Regions from separate parts of the Mus musculus genome. Here all the other regions are linked to region 1. Evidence: chromatin contacts called from public Hi-C and HiChIP or PLAC-seq data. All regions are on one chromosome and are shown on one strand. The core of a region is the stretch at or near the end of the contact, and the rest is flanking DNA. Distances in the headings are between cores, read along the strand shown. Region 1 holds the start of P2ry1 (purinergic receptor P2Y, G-protein coupled 1). Region 2 has its middle 150 kb from the start of Rap2b. Region 3 overlaps Gm553061 (a long non-coding RNA gene).

The links. Hi-C and Micro-C count contacts between places; a contact is called where the count stands out from the background. HiChIP or PLAC-seq counts read pairs in DNA pulled down with a chosen protein or histone mark.
Region 2: an H3K4me3 HiChIP or PLAC-seq map of bone marrow-derived macrophages shows a contact between it and region 1, with 4 times the contacts expected there. The contact joins the enhancer-like site here to the promoter of P2ry1 in region 1. A contact is called at or near these places in 1 of 484 Hi-C or Micro-C datasets (macrophages) and 3 of 115 datasets of contacts at active chromatin or transcription factors (bone marrow-derived macrophages, neural progenitor cells and pancreatic cancer cells).
Region 3: a Hi-C map of the G1E-ER4 cell line shows a contact between it and region 1, with 3 times the contacts expected there. The contact joins the enhancer-like site here to the promoter of P2ry1 in region 1. A contact is called at or near these places in 3 of 39 promoter capture datasets (fetal liver, hematopoietic stem and progenitor cells and liver), 2 of 15 datasets of contacts at CTCF or cohesin (the G1E-ER4 cell line and large pre-B cells), 4 of 484 Hi-C or Micro-C datasets (all in the G1E-ER4 cell line), 2 of 115 datasets of contacts at active chromatin or transcription factors (large pre-B cells and neural tube) and 1 of 9 other capture datasets (pancreatic islet).

Annotation. Positions count from the first base shown.
Region 1 is chr3:61,000,986-61,004,477 of GRCm38.p6, reverse strand. P2ry1 (purinergic receptor P2Y, G-protein coupled 1) reads right to left here and starts at 1,693. Exons shown (of 2, transcript NM_008772.5): 1 at 1-1,693. The coding sequence starts at 1,036.
Region 2 is chr3:61,215,306-61,218,797 of GRCm38.p6, reverse strand. No RefSeq gene overlaps it. Among named protein-coding and RNA genes, the nearest start is that of Rap2b, 150 kb to the left of the region's middle. Within about 2 kb of position 1,912, at least 21 of the 459 cell types and tissues checked have an H3K27ac peak or open chromatin away from gene starts, as enhancers often do. A contact at or near this core is called in bone marrow-derived macrophages and pancreatic cancer cells, where this site is marked.
Region 3 is chr3:60,818,316-60,821,807 of GRCm38.p6, reverse strand. The region is part of intron 2 of Gm553061 (a long non-coding RNA gene); the gene reads left to right. Among named protein-coding and RNA genes, the nearest start is that of Gm38326, 32 kb to the right of the region's middle. Within about 2 kb of position 1,962, at least 46 of the 459 cell types and tissues checked have an H3K27ac peak or open chromatin away from gene starts, as enhancers often do. A contact at or near this core is called in the G1E-ER4 cell line, fetal liver and hematopoietic stem and progenitor cells, where this site is marked.

The DNA.
Region 1 (3,492 bases), core at 444-2,943:
TCCTCCTGGAAGCTTTCCTGGTGGCTCGGGACAGTCTCCTTCTGAATGTATCTCCAGCCAAGAAATAAAGAATGGGGTCCACACAGCTGTTGAGACTTGCTAGACCTCTTGTTACCTGATAAGTGGCATAAACCCTGTCGTTGAAATCACACATTTCTGGGGTCTGGAAATCCAACCGTGCTCGCAAATTCATCGTTTTCATCACATGGAAAGGGATATAAGACACAGCAAACACCGTCAGGACAATTATCACCAGGTAAATGGATTTCCTCCGGAGCGGAGAGTTGTCCAGGTCATTGTAAATCAAAGCTTTAACAATTAATCCATAACAGCCCAAGATCAGCACCAAAGGGATGCAGAACATGGCCACAGTCGTGCACATACTGTAGATGAAATAACTTCGCAGGTAATCATTGGACGTGGTGTCATAGCAGGTGACAGTTTTGTTTTTCCGAGTCCCAGTGCCAGAGTAGAAGAGAATAGGGGAGATGGCCACCACCACAATGAGCCACACCAGCACGCTGACATAAATGGCATTCTTCTTCTTGAGCCTGCCCAGAGACTTGAGAGGGTACACCACGCCACTGTACCTGTGTGCGCTGATGCAGGTGAGGAACAAGATGCTACCGTAGAGATTTACGTGGAAGATGAATCTCTGCAGCTTGCACATAGCATCCCCGAAGATCCAGTCAGTCTTGTTGAAGTAGTAGAAGATGAGGGCTGGTAGGGTGAGCACGTATAAAAAGTCAGCCAGAGCCAAATTGAACATGTACACGGAGATGCCGCTCCAAGGCTTCATGTGGAAAACGAACATCCAGATAGCCACGCTGTTGCCTAGGAAGCCTATGATGAACACTAAAATGTAGACAGCCGGCAGGTAGTAGAACTGGAAACCGGTCTTGGTCAGGGCACATTGGAATGAAGAGGAAACTGCTGCAGTTGAGGCGACAGTACTGTTTCCCCAAAGCGAGCCCAGGCCCGCCAGAAAGGCAGCATCCGTCCCGTTGGGGACAACCGACCAAGGCACCTCGGTCATCCTCTTCTTTCCAACTCAGGCAGCTACTAGAAAGGGCAGACCGCGGCGAGCGGGCAGCAGCGGCGAGAGACTCAGCGCGCATCGGAGGCGCAGGCCAGGGACCGCGCGCGGGAGTTCCCCACGGGTCGGAGCGCGCAGGGGCTCGCCCACGCCGGCTCTGGCCGCGCTTTTGTCGCGGGCCATGAAATTCGCCCGGAGCTGCGACCGATCTAAGCTGAAGGACGTGCGGGCAACTTCCCGGTCCAGCTGGCGGCGCGGAGGTTACACAACAGGACGCGCAGGGCACCTCCACCAAGTTTGCAAGTGCGCTCCCGCGCAGGGCGACTGATAGGCGCTGCTCAGAGCGCCTGGGGCGCGGCGGGTCAAGTCCAAGTAGTTCGGCTGTTCCCAGCGGCCCGAAGGCGCAGGCCAACCACCTCCTCTCTGATCAACTTTGCCTGGCCATCTGCCTACTCCCTACCTTGCAACCCGGGACCTTCACCAGGGACGCCGCGACTCTTCTTCCGGCCACATTCTGAGCCCGCGCTCAACCTTGGAGGTCTTTTGGAGAGCGCGTGGCCTCGGACCCTGGCGTACTACCTACCCTGTACCCCGCTCACAGTCCATGAAGGCTGCAGCTCGTCTCCGCGCTCGGCTGGGTCTCGAGTGCAGGGGGCAGGAGAGAAAGCCAGGCTCCCAGCGGGGTGGGCGGAGCCTAGGAGCCCGGGCGAGTCTGTGCTCCGCGGGGAGGCAAGGGGCGTGTCTCCGCCGTGCAAGCTCCGGGCCGCCGGCTCAGGGCTGGGCGCCCAGGGCGGGAGGTGGCCTCTGGAAGCAGAGATCGCGGTGCCCCTGCACGCCTGGCAAGGCCGCCACCACTCGAATCAGTGGTCAGAACAAAAGGTGCTCTAGGGCAGCGGTGGCTTCTGGCCAGCGTATGGCTGGAGGGGTTTCCTCGGTCCTCCACCAGCTAGCTCTGTAAAGTGAAGTTGCTGACACGCTGAAAACCTTCTGGACGCTGGCAGCGTTGTGTCTAAAGCTTTGAGCTGAGCAGTCTGAGACAGACATCTCCGGAGCCTCCCCGGAACTCGCAAGGTGTTTGCAGGCTCCAGACAACCAGCGGTTTGCAGGTGGGCACGCCCTGGCCCTGCACAGCGCCTTGCTTTGCCCAACGCGTGTAGGAACCTGCTGATCCCAGAGGGTGCCAGCTCTGAATGAGTGAGGGTGGTAAGCGGCATGGGCAAGTCGCTTTCTGCCCTTCATGTCTGTTTGTTTTTATTGTTGTTTGCTTTATCCAAATACTATTTTTTGCACTACTTAGAAAAATGCTAATACACCGGCATCACTGGTAACATTATTGTGAGAATGTACATAAGAACCTGGTCTAACTGCTTAGTTAACGCAGCACACATCATCAGTCCAACTTGACTGCTAACACTTGCTGGAAAGAACAAGCGCCCTCCCTCCAACCTCCAGTTACCATTTACATACATTTAAATAATAGAGACTACAGTGAAAATGATTCTGAATCAAGCTGAATATTAAACACAGCTTTATAAAGAAAGAGGGTTCATTTGTTGAGGGATAACTTTACAGTTTGGCTTTATTGTGAATCTTATTTCTTAAAATGCCTGTTCCTCTAGTAGATACCTTTCAAATTTAGACAGAGACCAATGTAATTATTTTATTTTTTGTAAATCTTAGTCTAGGGTTCCAAATGCATAAAAAATGTGGGCAATATATAAAAAAAAAGTGTTTAATTGTAAACTAAATGGATTGTTTCCTACCTGAAGACATGATTAAACAGACCCACCCAAGAATGGAACCAAGCCCTTCTTGACAATCTACTGATTAATGTATTTTATGTGCCATATTAACAAATACATTTTTTCTTGTAAAAAAAAAGTACGAGGATAGAATACCTTCGATTATATTCTATAGCCATTTCATTCTAGTTTCATATATTAAATGACTTTGTTCCCTTAAAAACACTCAAGGAGTTGGTGATCTGTCTCAGCCACTAAAGGCATTAGGCACTTACCGCCAAGCCTGAGGACTTGAGCTTGATCCCATTACTTACATGGTGGAAGGAAAGAACTGACTCCCACTTTCCTGATACCTGTGCACCCATATTGTGTCACTGTGGCACATGAGCATATGTGCATGTACACACACACACGCACACACACACACACACACACACACACACACACACAGAGAGAGAGAGAGAGAGAGAGAGAGAGAGAGGCAGAGAGAGAGAGAGAGAGAGGAGACACAGACACGGAGACACAGAGACACAGAGCCTGATACAGAGACAGAGACACACAGAGAAACTAAACGTACAGGAAAAACAAACAAACAATGGAAAAAAACCTTAGAGGAAAATCATGAGCCCCTTGCTCAGACACTGGGAAGGAAATTACTCCCCACCACCCAGCAGATCCTTATGGGAACAGAGACAGAATGAGCACACTGGTACT
Region 2 (3,492 bases), core at 663-3,162, 210 kb before region 1:
AAACCAAAGAAAAAGGTGGATGGTTAATCACAAAAAGTTTGGGTCACTATTGCAGGCATGCCACTGTTGTAGGTCACAGGGTTTGTAGCTAGGTAAGATTATTAACTTTATCCTATGGTAGAACTATATAGTATTTTCCAATACTATAATTGCTAATCTATAGGAGTGAAGTTTCTTGTTACGTACCAGCTCTATTTCTCATTGTTTGATGGAATATGCAAGTAGTGTCTTCAGCAATAGGGTCTCACTGTCCTGCTGCAGAGGGTAATCAATAGCTTTGATATTAGCTTCTAATGTTTGCAAGAGGGAGTTTATGGGATACCCTTGGTCAATGACTCAGCAAAATGTAACTCACTCCTGGTATGAAGGATCTTACCAGGTAACATAAAGTGTAATGTATAGTTGGGTCGTTGTCTCTTCCATTATGTGGTAACTCCATTTAAATTCCTTTTATATTTTAAGAAGATTTTGAGATGGGTTTCTGTATGGCTTTTCAAAAAAGCCTTCATTGTTATTGTCTTCTTTTTGACATTGTTCTCCAGTTCTCCTCCTCATTTAATCTTAATTTTTTCCTTTAAGTTAGAGTAGAAGCATTATTCACAAGAAAGTAAATAACTATTTACTAACAACCAAGAAACTGATGTCCCTTATTGAGGAGCTACTGTCAGCGAATAGTTGCTGGGTTAAAAAATGACTTCTTTTTAAGGATGTGGCCATTGATCACATATCTTTGCTCCAGTGGACTACTTGAAACCTATGCATGCATGGGGAGCATTGTCTTGGCTTGGTGGGTTATATAATAATAATAATAAGGTATGAAGAGGTCATTCAGGAAACTGAGAGTGGGGGAATGGGAGGCAAGTATAATTCGTTGTATAACTCATTGTATATGTGTATGAATTTCTTAAATATAAAAATGTTTAAAAGAATAAACTAGTTCACAGAAAACCAAAAATGTCATAGTAAGAAAATGATGGTGCAGGATCTATATTTCTTCACTTCCAAGTTTGCACTCTCAGACATGCTGTAAGAATGTTTAGAAATGATGAATTATTGATAGATGTCAAAATGTTGTTGACTTTTCTGAGCGAGAGAGTTAAAATTCAATTCTACCTTGTACAAAAACTTTGGAATTAATTGTTGACACTTGCCAGTTTTTTGCCCTGTCCCTTGCTCAAGAAGATTACCCCCAAAGCTCTGCCATTGGTGTGTGCAGTGACATTCTCTCCTCTGTTACAACTGTTACTCACCATGGGAAGAAATGTAGAAACCGTCTCTAGTCCAGAAGCTGAACTTGATGTGGGATGAGTCATAGGAAAATGGAAATACTGACATTTTCATGAAATAAATATCTTTGCTATTTTCTATTACCTGGATTGTTGATACTGCACCCAAGCCTGTAAATATTGGGAAAGGCCTAATACTTCTCAGAAATTCAGAATTATTTACTAACTGAACTGTTTACAAAGCAATTAATCCCATAAACCAAATAGAAAAGGGAGAGCTACTGAACAAAAGAAGCCACAATGAAATGATTTTGTTTGATGTAAACTCTGAATTACTTATGTAGTAATTTTATGAAAAGGGGGTGGAGGATCTTGACCACTCCTCAATGTTTGTTTTTACCAGTGAATTATTCAAAAATGAACTCACATGGTCAAGGGTATCCAAATGGAAGTTGGCCACACTGGCACAGAGCCACTGATTCTCTTTGTGACCCTCTCACACGTCAAAATGGATGCCATGCTTTCTCCACCCTATTTCATTCTTCTCTTTATGTCTTTAGGCAATACAGTTGCTTTTCTTAATGAGATAGAAAACTGCATTTGCTGTCTGTCTTGTCTGATGGCCAATGCTGTTAACCGTTGGTTTCTATTGTGCCAGTGCTTGAGGGAAGTGATTGTATGGGTGACTCATGTGTGAAAGCAAGGAGAAAAATGAACTGAGTAATATTTGAGAAGCCTGTAAGGATCTCATGCCCACAAGTGGCATAATCGTCCAAAAGCTGGCCAGAGTTCACAGAAAACAGAGCTCCAATAATAACGATTTGACATGCATTCCACCAGTGGGTGAAAACAAATGTAAGAGGAAAAGCCACTTCATTGTAAAAGACTTATCACACAACAGACCCTGCATTCAGGAAGGGCCACATAGCAGAACACTTATGTAAGCCCTAGCTATTATGAGGGCAAGTGTGAATTCGCATCAGTCTTGGTAAGATAAGCCAACTGTCAGGGGAACGGGCACCAAATTTGATGATATAATTTCAGAGTTTGGAAACTTTAAGATGGCTCAGAAGGAAGAGATTATGTTTAAGACTATTTTCTGTTCCTGTGCCTGAATATCACAGATTGAGTAATTTGTAAGGAATAAATGTTTATTCAGCTGGGAAATGTGGGTGATGGGAAGTTCAAAATAGGACTGGTGGGGGCTCTGGAGAGATAAAGCAATCATCACTTATCATCAGAGATAAGTCACCTTTCCCCTGGCCTCTTTTCTGTCAAAGTCACTAATTCAATCATGAGGGCTCTGACCTTATGACCCCATCCATTTCTAATTATCTCCCAGGGAGTTCACCTTCAAAAATCATTAATATACAACCTTGGAATTAAGGTTTCAGCACATGGATTCCAGTGTTCATACCCAAGTCACAGAACTCAGAAATTAATAGCAATGTCACCTTCTCAGGGACGGATATTGCTTTTAGCTCTTAAACTATGGGGAGCAGAGCAAGTAGCTTTAGACGTAGTACTAAGAGTCAAGTTTAAGCTTTAGCTAGATATTTAGGAGCATGGCTAGAGGTTGAGTCTGGATTGCTGAGAGAAGCAGCTTTGTGATATTGAGAGAGCTTTGTACATAGTCAACCCAGGATCCCATGTTTGAACCTTTGAGAATTAAGGCAGTTTTTAGTTTTCTGTTTGATTCATATAATTTATGACTGATGTGTAATATTAAACTAATGGTTGCTGTCGTTAAGTCTAAGTGATTCCTGCTTCATAGAAACTCAGGTGTATAGGAAATGAATGATCTTTCATCCAAATTTTTATTTAAGCTATCTTTTTCATCTGAATGGTGAGAGAAGAAAAGGAACAAAAATAATCTAACAATAACCTCAGTCTTTTTAAGGCCCACCCTACCTTTCTTTGTCTACACAGCTGTGTTATTTCATGTTTGGGTAAATGGGGCCCAGGAATATCATCTGGCTATTGTTTATTTGTAGTTTTGTCCTTTGCTTTGCTGTGCTTGTGACTCACTTTATCATATCATTGGTTAACTAGCTTAAACACACCTTCAGGTCCTTCAGCTCCCGAAGTTTATGCATCATCTTGTGACATGGATGTGTGGCAAGGATGTCCTTTGCCCAGACTGCCTATCATCTTATTTGACTCAGCAGACTCCATTTTAAGCTAACTTATTTTCTGCAGACACTGAACTGAGCATAGGACACTGGACATGTCTTGTCTGGAAGGGGGATTGAACTTGCGTATCTCA
Region 3 (3,492 bases), core at 713-3,212, 180 kb after region 1:
GAGCAAGCCAGAAGTGTTCCTCCATAGGTACTGCTTCAATTTCTGCCTCCTACCCCTGCACTGCCTTTCTTCAATCATGCAGTGGCTGTAAGCAGAAACAAACCCTTTCCCACTCATTGAGGTTTTGGTCATGGTTTGTCATCACAGCAAAAGAAAAACAAACTAGGGCAGGGCAGAGAGTGTGCTGAAACTGATAAGAACCAGAAAAAAGCAACAGAAACAGAAACAACAGAAGGTAGGCAGGGTTCAGTGCTTTTTAGTGTTCCCCTGGGGGCCTTAGAAGCTACCCCAAACACTAGGGGGGGGGTCTTCTATACTATTGTCATTAGATTTTTACCACTACTTATTTTTTTAAGTGATAAGCACTTCAGTATTTAATTGAAAAAAAATACTAAAAATGCACTGATTTTTCAAGCATGCACACATACACACACACACACACACACACACACAGAGGGAGAGAGAGAGAGAGAGAGAGAGAGAGAGAGAGAGAGAGAGAGAGAGAGAGAGAACAACAAAATGAGAGGAAAAAAGTCTCACACACCATTGTTGAATTTTTTCATATAATAATTGGAGAAGATATACTGAAGATGACATAAATGAGCAAGTTCAAGCCTTCAGTCATGACCTATTGATTCATAGATTATATAGTCGGTTCAATAATCTCAAAGATAATTTTGGCACCTTTCTCACTAATTCTTGTGATTTATAGTGATGGATGACATGTGATGAATGCTGAATGTATGCTGAGTTCTGGACTGAGTTTTTTTTCTACACATTAGTTATTTGTAACCCTTACAACAGTTTTGAGAAGCAAGTATTATTGGCCTACCAGCTATTATTTATTATGCAGCCCTTTTCATGGGTAAAAAAGTCTGTAAGCCTATGTCATCCAGCATCCATGAAGAGCACTCTTTAATTTTTGTGTTTGCTATAAGTCTTGAATACTGAACAGTTAGAGCAATGATATTCTAAGGCTCAAATAATCTTCACTTAGAACAGTGATTCTCAGCCTTCCTGATGCAGTGACCCTTTATTTAATACAGTTCCTCATGTGGTGGTGACTCCCCCAACAATAAAATTATTTTGCTGCTATTTCATAGCTGTAATTTTGCTACTGTTATGAATTATACTGTGAATATGTGATACACAGGACATCTGATCTGTAATCCCCCAAGGGGTTACAACCCACAGGTTAAGAACCAGTGGACTTAGGATGTTTCTTGATCTCTGTAACCAGTGTTTGCAAAACTTTTCATGGCTTTGCTTATGGCTCCAATCAGCACACTGTCACACTGTGTGTATGTGTGTGTGTGTGTGTGTGTGTGTGTGTGTGTGTGTGTGCGCGCGCGCGTGTGTTTTCTAGGAATTGTTTCACCTCTAAGCAGTATGCCTAGCCCTAGAGATTTAAGTCGTATTCTCTTTAGAAAAATTAATTTCCAAGAATTTTTACACTCAAAGTATATTTTCCAGGTTCTCTTTATTCATTAGACTGAGGTCAAGCTTCAGAGTCCCTTAGCTCTTCTCCTACTCCCTTCATCTTATTGTCACTTGTCTGCTCATCTGAAACCACCCCACCCCCTTGTCTGGTTCAACAGGAACCTTGTTAGACCACAAAGTGATAAAGACTGAAGTTCCAAGGAGTGTGTTATATAAAGATACTGAGGTCTCACAGAAGTTCATACTTGGTGCTGAGGTCCTGTTAAGCATTTAGAATCTTAGACAGCAGAGAAGAAAACAATTACTACCTCAAACACAAAAGGAAAGAATTTGGAGCTTGGACAAGGCAAATTTTCTGAACATCTCTACTTAACACTTATTTCTTAGGGGCTCAAGGAGGCAGAAGACCCCATCCTTCTGGAGGTGAACACTTTTCACAATAGTTGGTTCTGTGCCCAGAAAATGAAAGTCTTGTCGTCATAACCCTGTCTTTCACTGATTAGAGAGTAACATTCTGAAAAAACAGCTCTTATCTGCCAGCACGTGGGAGAGGGGCACACCCATTGGTCTGAGCTCACTTTGACTTCATACTATTCATGCTATAGAATTTGCAGCTATTGTAAAAACCACGTGCACTCACAGACACGTGCACACACAGAGAGACACTCCATGACTTTTACTCATTTTACTCTTGTTATTCAATAAACGAGTTAGTGGGCTGAGTTCATATTGTACTCAAAATATGAAACTGAGCATGAATTCAAAATGAAATGTAATGTGCATGACATTTGTGAGGTATCAATTATATTCTGAGGAAATCCAGACAGTCTGATAAAGAGAAAAGAAATCATTCTATTTCTAGAGACCTGGGCACTTGCCTACTCCACATCAATCATGCAGTTGATCTTCCTGGCAGTAACTGTGAAACCCGATACAATTAAAAATGAGTCCATCGGTGCTAAAATATTCCCTATGTCTCTCTCCTCCATGGCCAGTATTTCTCCATTTACTATATATCTACTATGTTGTGACCTACACTCTAGGCACCAGAGTAAAGAGCTAACTCATCCACTATGTTGGGGATAAACCAAGTGTAGCACACATTGGCTTAGAATACCAGCTCTTAGGTTCCCTTCCACTATTATTGAGGCATGTGCTGCATAGGAGGGATTATGCTTTTATCCACCCAAGGGAAGCACATACAACAAGGCATCCCTATCTTTCCACAGTGCTCCATCTCAAATGACCATCAGGAGGTTATAGCCTTTGTAATGTGTTCAGTCCCTTGCCTAGATTAGAATTTGTCAAGAACCTCACGTAGATTGAGTTGTCTGTATATCAAGTCATGGCATTTCAAATAAGGGTAGTGATATCCACTGTCCTGTGTGACCCCAAGAGGCCCTGAAATGTTTTAACACAGCCTTTCCTTTTCCCTGTTTTCCTTCCCAGTGCCCGCTTCCTTACCACACAGGAAAGATGAAAGTTAGGTATTACTCAAAAAATAAGAACCTAAAGAACCTTGGAGAACCTGTACAAGGCAAAAATATGGTAGAAGAAAGGAAGGTACATGGTAGCTGAGTCTCAAAGTCCCTACATATGCTCCTTTGCTCTATGTTAAAATTCTCACTTTAAATATCAAGCCAGCAATCAGAGCATGACATGGAGCCTCTTAGAGGAGCATACTGAGTTCAGTCCTAAAGAGTTTCATTTTCAAGGCACAGCATGGCTATCACTCTACTTTCTAGCTAACCCATCAAAGAAAGGTTTAGTTTCCCTCTCAGGGAAGTCCTTGTCCTTCCATTGGACCCAGTGTACTCAAAGTCTGTGCAGATGCATAATAAGAAACCAAATGACCCTGGCTGCTTAACTACAAGGAAAACTTCAGGATTATCTCTTTTCATTAACTCCTAGGTAGAATCCAGAAGACAATCATAACTGGATGTTGAATTTCTTTAAAGAACAGAAAATAAATAAGAATGTTTCAGTTAAGCTTTCTCTTTATTACAATACATAAAACTCTCTAGAGTCTGTATGTTGACTGGCCTACATCAT